Regions from separate parts of the Mus musculus genome. Here region 2 is linked to region 1. A link is a contact called in public targeted proximity ligation data. All regions are on one chromosome and are shown on one strand. The core of a region is the stretch at or near the end of the contact, and the rest is flanking DNA. Distances in the headings are between cores, read along the strand shown.

Region 1 (5,563 bases), core at 1,805-4,304:
GGGCACAGGGGAAAAATTCCTGAACAGAACAGCAATGGCTTGTGCTGTAAGATCGAGAATTGACAAATGGGACCTAATGAAACTCCAAAGTTTCTGCAAGGCAAAAGACACTGTCAATAAGACAAAAAGACCACCAACAGACTGGGAAAAGATCTTTATCTATCCTAAATCAGATAGGGGACTAATATCCAACATATTTATGCGGTTTTTAAAAAAAATTATATTAATGAAAGGCTTGCTGGGTGGCCTTCTATTTCAACTAATTTTACAATCTGAATATAATCGTCCCATTTCACAGAGGAGCAAACCAACAGTGAGAGAGTACAGTGCTTGCTAAGAGTGAGAACATGAAGGTATCTTAGTTAGGGTTGCTGTGATGAAACACCACGACCAAAAGCGAGAACGGGTTTATCTGACCTACTCTTCCAAATCAACGTTCATCATTGAACTTGGGGCAGGAACTCAAACAGGTTAGGAACCTAGGGGTCAGAGCTGATGCAGAGGCCATGGAAGGGTGTTGTTGCTCAATGAGCTTTTTCCTTGTGGCTTGCTCAGCCTGCTTTCTTGTAGAACCCAGACCACAAGCCCAGAGAGGACACCACCCACAATGGATTGGGCCCTTGTCCATCAATCACTAAGAAAATGTCCTACGTGCTTGCCTACAACCTGATCTGGAAGCATTATCCCAACTGAGGGTCCCACCCCTCAGATGACTTTAGCTTGTGTCAAGCTGACATAAAATCGCCAAGTAGACCAAATGGAAAGCATACACAGATATGCCTGTCTTTAAGCTTTGACACCAATGAACAAGCACTTGTACGTCAAAAGGATGGAGGGTGGTCAGAACCCCAGCTTCTCTGAGATGGACCAAGCATGTGTAGCCTTCAGCAGCTCAGCTTTATATATAACCAACAAACAGGAGCAGCCTCTGAATTTACTCTGTGTAGGGAGCATCAAGTCTCATGTCTTCACATACATACAGACAGACTAACACTAGTAAAACCTAGACAGAACATGGTGACGTGTATCCCATGTCAATCTCTCTCTCACTTCTGGGAATTTTGGGTGCAGAAGGCATGCTTGTTTGTTCATTCATTCATCTATTTATTCAGGATCTAACTGCCTGGTAAACTAAATCAAGAGAACTGTAGCACAAACTGGTGAAGAATAAAATATCATTTTTAAAAAAAGGTTCTGAAGAAACTAAAGGGTAGATGGTGGTAGGGATGATCACAATGATGATATTGAAAGCAACGCATGAGAATGCACATCTACCTGAGTCTTTCTATAGAAAAGACTAAGTGACTTATTGTTCATTCAGTAGCCTTGAGTACAACTCACTGGTATTCAGCAATGTACAGAAACCTATGCCATACACACACCCTTGTAGGAACACAGACAGACAGTGCTTCAAGCGCAGTAAGAAATAGATAAGAACGTTCATCACTGAACAAATTCCTATGCAAACCTGACCTTTTATAAGACCAGTTTCTACCGGACAACATACTTTGGAAGTACAACACATATAGCTGGCCTACAGCTCTTTTCGAAAAACTCTTCCCCAGTAGTCTATATTGTCATCTTGCAGAACTACAACTACATCACAGTACTTACTTGTAGAGTCTGACCAGCCAGCAACAGCCCCGGGCAAACAGCAACTGTTCTCTCCTTTCACTCTCCAGTAAAAACATTACCACGAAGAAGACAGAAGTTTGGGTACTTGGTCAGGCGGGCTCTGCAGAAGAGGCCAGAAAACTTGCCCCAGCAAAGTCACTGAGTCCCATTTGATCTGTGATTATGGGCTGAATAAATTTGGCCAAATCACTTCAACCAGCACGGTAACATAGAATGGTGAGATAGAATGAACTAGCTAGCTCCTGGCCCTGTGAAAACCCAATGTTCAACAAATGCTAATTTCCCTCCACCCCTCCAATTCACATCTGAAAAACCTTAAACTCTTATAACCTAAGAAAACTACCTTGAAACTAGAATTAGTGATAAAAACAATTACAAGGGTTCTTCTATGAGAAACAGATGTATCCCTGCCCCCACGAGACTCTGAATTCCAAATGTAATGAACCAGGAAGAAAGATTAGATACAATGTATACAACTTCTTTGTTTTACAGACATTAAAGCTCAAATCCACAGAGGTAAAGTGACTGCCCAGCCAAGCAATATCACAGTCAGTCCATGCACAAAAAAAGTTGCTGGCACACAAGTGAACCTGCTTTCTTCTGTATCCTGCTACCTTTATTGGCTATAAATTAAGAGTGAGGCTTACTAGGGTAAACACTTTGGAGGCATATAAAAATATCTTTCACCATCAAAACAGTGAAGAGAACATGGTAGGACCTACCTAGTGAGCAGTGGGTTTAGAAGTGTTCCTGAAAGGTAGAGAGCTGGATGAAAGGAGGGTTGACCAGAGAGCAGTGGACAGGACAGGAGAAACAATGCAATGGTAGAGATGCCACATTTTAGCTGTGCCTAAAGATCAATCCATTTAAAAGTGCAAGTGAGATCTGAAAACTGTCCCAGAAAGGTATCTCTCTCTGCCTTTTGTCTTCACAGGCAAAGCACTCAAAATCCTTCCTTCCCACAGATAAGACAGGTGCTCTGCCTCTGCAGAAGCAAAGAGGGCTGGAGACTGCTGAGCCTCAGTCACATTTTACACAAAGAGATGGGGGGGGGGGGGAGAATTTGCCCATGTTCTTAAACCTGAAGTTGGAGAAGAACCGTGATTAACCACAGGTTTCAATAGAACAGGGCAGGCTTGCATCTCTGCCAAATGTAAATGTGCCATGAAGCCAGCATAGGGGTTACTCTGGAACAGCAAGCCCCTTGCAAAGAAGAGGAGAAAAGGTTTCATTTGAGCATATCAAGCTTGACAGAAGAGTTTTTTTAAAAAGATTTCCATCTCAAAGGAAGTTTACAAGTAGTGGGTGAGGCTAGGGGCTCTTCTTTCCTGGCATTGTAAGAACAGCAGAACAATCATCCAATTAGCAGTTATGGGCTGAGGGAATTCCTTTGCATTGTGGCCTTACTTTCTTTGTCTTTTGCTCTAAAGAAAAGCTCTGCCTTCAGGGGTCTGGAATAATGGAAGGGATCCTCGCTGTGTCAATGAGTTTGGATGGAGCCCCTGGCACGGAGACTTCACTTCGCCTGGTAATATAGCATCAGAAGCAACTGTCCCTAGTTAACCCGCTCTTATTCTCTCCAGCAGGAGCAGCCCTGGGGGAGACAGAAAATGGGCGTCTGGAGTGAAGACACTCAGGCCTTCTTATGCCAAATGCTTGCTCACAGGCCTAGAAAAATTAAAAATATCACATAACCAATATTGAACTCCATTCAACAACTACTTGGGAGAGGCCCAGTTCACATGGGTCTTTCAAACCCTCCCAAAAACTTTATCTCTCCCAGACAAGCCACAAGTAACACATTTCTCCACAGCCATCAGAGCCTCTAACAGTCAGACTTAGGAAGCTGGTGACCATCGTTCTTCCTGTATCCCTCAACCATGAAGGACACAGTAACCCTGAGAAAGCAGAAATGTAGCCCAGTCACAGGAAGTACTTTCTAGAAATCAGAAGGGATGGAGGACTCTTTGTGAAGCACAGAGCTGTTATCTTTGGAAGAGATCAAGGAGGACCAGGTGCTCAGCATACAGCAAATGATTCAGGATGGAGAAGAGGGAGATGTCTAGTCTCCCTACGTAATGTGAAATGGGGGTGGTATAAACTTAACTTCTCTAAATCATACAGACAAAGAAGTAAATGAGTTACCAAATCCCTCCCAGCTTAAACATGTCTAAATAAACACTGCATTTACTCTTCTCATCAAATTAAATTTCAAAAGTGCTATAAAAGAAAATTAAATTTAATATGATGACAAGACATAACATACGTGACATACACAGTAAGTTTCTTATATACAATCTATTATAAACATCAAAAATATAATTCAAAAAATCCAAATTCCCAATAACAGCATGTAATATAAAGAATGCTTCACTGTCTCCATGAAGATATAAATATAGATACATACATGTTCCTAGGAATGAAAAATAAATATAGCAAAGAATGTTGATGCTTCTAACTACTTTATAGTTTACTGTAGTTTCATCTTCTGCATTATTGATACTTTATTGGAGGGAGGTACACTGGGTGGCAGAGGACGTTGAGAAGGACCGGTTAAACTTATTACAGAGCAGATTCGAAAGATCATGACCTCAGATATATAATAATTAGCACATGAGGTCATTATAAACTAATAAGGAAAGGGATCAATAAAAAGTGAAAGGGCAACCTGTGACACAGCTGAGTGGGAAAGGAATGTTGATTTTCCATTTGCGTTATAAATGTTTCTGATGATCTGCTGCTGAGGTAGAAAGCCATTTTGTAACTTGGCATTCTCAAAGCAATAACATTGCTTTCTATGGCTCTCGGAATTGAATGGTCTGTGTGGAGTCTCCTAGGGCAGTGCAGTCAGATGTACCTGAAGGCTGGATGGATATCTAAAGCCACTCCCCTCCATGCTGCCAAGGATGCTAGCTGTCAGCACTGGGCTCAGCTGGAGCCACAGTGGGAGCACAGGGCCATGGCTCATGACTTGGGCATCTCACAGAATGGTGGCCATTCCAAGAGGTGGAAAGCGGAGCCTTTCATATCAGTTAAGGACCACGCCATTGGGGCTTGAGAGATGGAAGTGGGAAGCAGGAAGTGAGCAGCAGGGCTGGGTGTAAAGCCTTTGCTGTACCAACATTGAGATCTGACCTCAGAGCCCCAGCACCCATCTAAAAACTGGACGCGACCACTGAGAAAGCAGAGACATGTGAGTTTGGGGGACTCACTGAACAGCCAGTGGAGCTAAAACACTGAGTTTCTGATCCCATGAGAAATCCTGTTTCAACAGGTAAAATGAAGAGGGATGGAGAAAGATGTCTAATGTTGTCCTTTGTCCTCCACATATGCAAGTATGGATGAGTATGCTTATACACACACACACACACACACACACACACACACACACACACACACACGAGGGGGGGAGGGGGAGGGGGAGGGGGAGGGGGAGGGGAAGAGGGAGAGGGAGAGGGAGAGGGAGAGGGAGAGGGAGAGGGAGAGGGAGAGGGAGAGGGAGAGGGAGAGGGAGCAAGCCAAGCTCACTTCTGCTTTGTTACTGGCCACACAAGTCTCAAGACCCACCAAGGTTCAGAAGGCAAGACAAACAGACTCTTTTCTTGGCTGTGGAATAGCACAGGGAGTGGGGAGCCATGGCTTCTGGCATCACTGGCAAACACAACCCCAGGAAAATAAAAGGCAAAATATTAAAAGCAAAATACAAAGCAACAAAAACAGAGATGCATTTGAATTTTTATTTCCTTTGCGATACAGTGACAAAATAAACACTATTACTATAAAAAAATATGTTGGCTTAATCAGGGTGACAAACAGAATTAAAAAGCTAACATAAGACTGGGAAATTAAGTAGAATTGTATATAAAAGCAATGAAGAGTTTTTATAAATCAGAACTATCGACAAGAATTTGAGGCTTAAACAGTTCCT
Region 2 (4,985 bases), core at 1,482-3,981, 83 kb after region 1:
GGGTAAACCCAAGAACATAAGATGAGACTTAACTAAGGCAAAGGAAATAGGTCTGTCCAAACTCACCTGCACGCACAGACAGGAGAAGGGGTGGAAGCCAGGGCAGGGGCAGACAGTGACTCCTATCACTGAGACATGCAAACTTAGAAAGTAGATTTGATTGTCTGGCTTTCGAGCCTTTCTGGGGTAAGATATTATTTTATAATTTTAAGAATGAAGTCAACTTTTTTTTTCTTTGCCATATAAACTAGGTTATAAAAAGAACATAGGCAAAAACAAAAACAAAAACAAAACAAAAACAAAAAAAAAACCCACATAGGCCTCCACAAGTCAAAGGACTTTTTTTTTATCTATTAACTGCTGAAATATTCTCACCAGAAGTGCTAGGTATGATCGGTGTAAATCCTAGCCCTCCAAGAAGTGAGGAGATTTAAGAATGGGAGGTGAAAATCCTGAGTCAGGAGTCTGCGTGTCAGCTTCTGCTCTGTAGCAAGCCCCACACCCCTCAGCCATCTGACGAGTCATTACAAGGCCACCACTGAACATTCATAATGACTTCCATTGCCAACTTTCTCATCAGGCACCTGCCCCATTCACTCGTCATCCTGGGAGCTCGATGCTCAAGGAATATTTTCAGTTCATGAATTGCATGAAGGACCTCTTTCTCTACAGACTGACAACTTGAAGCTGCACTATTTAACACAACAGCGCAACAGTACATGTGGCCACTGAGCAACAGTGATGTCTATCTTCAGTACATCTAAAATATTAAATTATATCCACGGCTCCCATCTGTGGCCCTCACACTTCCACAGGACAGTGCTGCTACAGAGAGAGCCCACAGGCACACCCTTGGAACGTTGCTACAGATAACACTACTCAAATAAGAGGTCATCAACATGGAGAAGCCAATTAAAGAGTTTATGACATTCTGGAAAACTGATTCATGTACACAGACAACCTGAACTCGGCTTAAGCACTCAACACAAAAACATCATAAAGGTCTGATGTGATGCGCCACTCAGGTCTGCCATGATAGAAGCACCGATCGGAGACATAGGGATAAAGAGACGGGGAGAAAGGGAAAGGGAGAAGGAAAAGGAGGAACGAGAACGAGAAGTCAGAGGGGATGGTGACAGACAGAGCCAGGCTGTGGAGAGCTAGAAGGGAAGAGAGAGGTGAAAAGCAGTGTATGGTGGGGTGGGCTAGCCAGGTTTGCACAGCTCAGAGCAAGACTCAAGGCCAAAGTGGGAAAGCCAGGGTGAGGATCAGACTCACTGAAACCAAGGGCAACTCAGAGAAACCAGCCCCCACCTGCCTGTAGCATATCCCATGTAGCATATCTGCCTCTGCACATTCAGATGAAGACCCACTATGTGGCTCCCTCACTTCTCTGACTTGTCTTTGTCAGGATCCACAGCCTCCAGTTTAAGTGTAATTCCAAGTTCAGAGAATCTTAAACAAATCACTCCCCGCTTCCCAAACCAAGAAAAATGGGTCCATCTCACTCTCTCATTTTGCATCTCAAAAATTCATATTCTGTTTAGTTACAGATGCGATCTTATTTTCATTCTTAAAGGCCAAATACATTATTACATAACAACTGGTAACTCCCAGAGTAGTGCCTGCAACGAACTTGTTCTCAAAGCTCCCGTGTGATTGAGTTGTCTAGCACTCAGAACATGTTGTCCTAGGGATAAGACCAACCATGAATGAACTAATGACATGAAATGCTATAGCCTACCTCCTTTTCCTTGTGTCTGAATTATAGTAGAGTCCTATCCTGGGAGCTGTGGTGTGGTGTTGCTGGGAGAGAAAGGACAGACAAACAGAAAGTCCTCTAGCTGCTGGGGGAGGTGAAAGTAAGGAAGTGAGCCATTCATTCATGAGCAGGAGCTGCTGGGAAGTAGAGGACACATCAGAAGAATGTTCACTGAAGAGAAACTACATTTCCCATAATGCACCCAGTCAACGAAGACTTGAGTGACAAGCAGCTGAGAGACCCAGGCAGTAAGCAGCTCAGACTGAAAGGCAGCTTGGGCCCTCCCCTCCCTTTTCTTCTTAGAGGCCTAAGGTGCTACATCGGAGGCTTGCAATTTTCTCAATTATGACACAATGGCGTCTCAGTACATTTTCTCTAAGTACTTCTAGGGCATGGAAAATACCTAACAATTCCGTGTGTTCAGTAGTTAGAACCAACTAATTTGGTAAATATTTATGTCCCAACAAATTGGTAGTCACCTGGGAAGAAAAAAAAAGATATAAATTGTTGGGACAGTAAAGTTTTATTTCATCGTTAAAGAAGCACAATTTCCATAGTATCTGATACTCCTAGGTACATACGGTTTCTCAGAGGTAGGATTTAAGTTTGATTCTGGCACCCTATTTTCTGCTCCACATTTAAAAAACAAAACAACAACAACAAAAAAAAAAAGACCCATGGTACTGGGTTTCTCAGTACAGCAAATCCCCAAAGCCGAGCTTTGGAAAGGTGTGACATCATTGAAAGGCATGTAGTATGATCTCACGCTGGAACTATGAACTACCCTAACCCAGCAGTTACACAGTGGCTGACAAACCCCAGGTAGCTTTGTGTTTGCTTCCAAAGAAGAAAATTACCACAGCTCAGTCACCCTGTGAATTCACAAGGACAAGCCAAGGACACCCCAAACAACTGTGTGGGAACTGCAAGACTAGCATCTTCTCGACGCCACATTAAGACGACCCTTGTTAATTTACAACTTAAAAGCATGTAGCTAAAGGGCCCTGGGCTAGGTCCTGAAGTAAGCAGCCCCCACCTACTGAAAGTGGGCTTCCTAGGGTTCCAGGAAGCCTGTGGGAAGTGACACATTATGGGATGGCTGACTGATACTCTGAAGCTCCGAGACAGAAAAGAGGAGGATGCAGCCGGCGCCACTTCTGTGCTAATCCACTCTGTGCTGTGCTAGAGAACACCTTTCTTTTCCAGACAATATACTTCGGTCATACTCTTTCTCTTCCCCCAATTCCTTCCCGACCCTCCCTACTTCCTTACCCAGCCAACTCATGATGTTTTCTCTCTCAAAACAAAACAAGCAAAGCTTTAAAAAAAAAACTTTAACAAAGACAAAAATAATAAATAACAGTAAAATTAAAAAGCCCATAGAAAGAGCATGGAGTCCATTTTGTGTTAGCCACCTACTCCTGGGCATGAGGCCTACCTTGGAGTATAGTTGGTATACTCAGTGACACTCCACTGAAGAAAACTGATTTTCCTTCCCCCCAGCCAGAATCTATTTCAATTATTTTATGATGTTTGAGACACTCGAAGTGATGGAAATGATGTATACAGATACAGCATGCCTTTTGCCCTCTTCTCCAGGCAGCAGTAACCTCCCTTTGGCCCAATCCAATGTGGGATTTCCTGGTTCCATCTAATCCACCCTCACCACCACGTGATCTAGCCAATCTTGCCTCCCTTCTCGAATGGCTTTGTTGGCATGGCTTCCAAGGTTCCCTCTATCCTGGCTCTCCTCCTGCCTCACTGGTTACAGCTGCTCAGGTTCCTCTTCCCAGCGTTGATTTCCCCCAAGGCTCAGGTCTTGGCCAGCTTCTCCATCCTCATCACCCTTGGCCAGGGTTTAGTAGCCCCATGATACCTAATATCCTCTCTCTGCTGTTAACACTCACATCTTGATCCCTGGCTCAGTCTACTCTAGACCTCCAGTCTTTCATATCCAACTATATATGCAGCAGTCCCACGTGACAACCTGAAAGGTGCCCCATATATGTATGAAGCAGAACGTTCATCTCCTACTCACTCTTACTGCTGAACAAGGAACTCTCGGCCATCCCTACTGAATGCACTAACACCAATCTAAATGTCTTATCATTCCCAAGTCATGGGTCGGGTCGGTTCAGCAAGATTACACTAACCTTCCCCCTGCTGTGGCCATTCTCTCCAACCAGAGAGTTCTCAGCACAGGAAGCCACATCCTCTTCAGAAGTGTAAATTATGCCATCTGGATCCATTGTTTAAAACCTTTTACATATGTTTCTGTGACACTTAAAATCTCTGACCTTCCCACCTGAATCTCTAAGGACGTAAGGAATCTCAGGTTATCTGAACCAATACCTATGTGCCTGCTCTTCTCTCTTAATCAGGACTTCAGGGGTCTCACTGCTCACTGGACTCGTAAAAGCCCAACCCCCTCTACAATATTCAAAATGGCACTTGTTCCTCCCATGATACTTACTAGTCCACGAGTACATCTCAGGGACTCCCTAGTGATGGCTACCCCTAGTGGGATGTAGGATTGAGTGTCATCATTTTGCCTTAGTCATGGAAGCACACACTTCATGGGCTCTCAGTCCCTTGCCGGAGCAACTGCAAGAAGAATGGGAGATGCGGCTAGCGTCCTCCACATTACCTCGGACTTGGCCAGTCCATTAGATAAATGAGGATGAAAGAGAGAGATGGAAAAGGAATGTACACTCCTCAAGTCTGACCTTTAGTAGAAAAAAGGAAAATCTGCAATCCAGCATGCAGATGGGGCATCAACCATGATCCCTTACAAGAGACTAGAGTTATCAGGAAATACTCACGAATCAAATCACTAGAATTAGGAAAGACTTTTAAATAAGCAGTAAAAGAGCCTGCCACAGCCTGGCTAGTGGAGCTGTGAGACATGGGAGCAGACGGGATCCGTCAGAACACTGAGTGACGTAACCTCTCATCCCTCTCGAAGGCAAAGGCCTCCTACCCTGAGACAGTATGAGGGAACTCAGTCCTGAGCCGTTAAGATCACCTGGTTTCATCCATCTGAGATCCCCATAAATTCCCTGGGGTGGAAAGCAATAGAGGAGGGACAGGGGCTAGGGAGCTAGGGATAAAGGGAGCTGTGTTTGAACCCCAGGTCACCCAGCCAGGTAGAAATGTGTTCTCGGAGGAGAGTAAGAAAAGGCTAATCAATCCATAGGGACTCAAGGCTGCTGTGGGCCTTTGG

Evidence for each region.
Region 2: a contact with region 1 is called in a targeted proximity ligation map of embryonic stem cells, with 2.2 times the contacts expected there. A contact is called at or near these places in 10 of 484 Hi-C or Micro-C datasets (cumulus cells, embryonic stem cells and nephron progenitors) and 8 of 130 datasets of targeted methods (embryonic fibroblasts, embryonic stem cells and pancreatic cancer cells).

The regions. Positions count from the first base shown.
Region 1 is chr19:28,563,822-28,569,384 of GRCm38.p6, forward strand. The region is part of intron 2 of Glis3 (GLIS family zinc finger 3); the gene reads right to left. Among named protein-coding and RNA genes, the nearest start is that of D930032P07Rik, 110 kb to the right of the region's middle.
Region 2 is chr19:28,647,085-28,652,069 of GRCm38.p6, forward strand. All of the region lies in intron 2 of Glis3 (GLIS family zinc finger 3), which reads right to left. Among named protein-coding and RNA genes, the nearest start is that of D930032P07Rik, 29 kb to the right of the region's middle.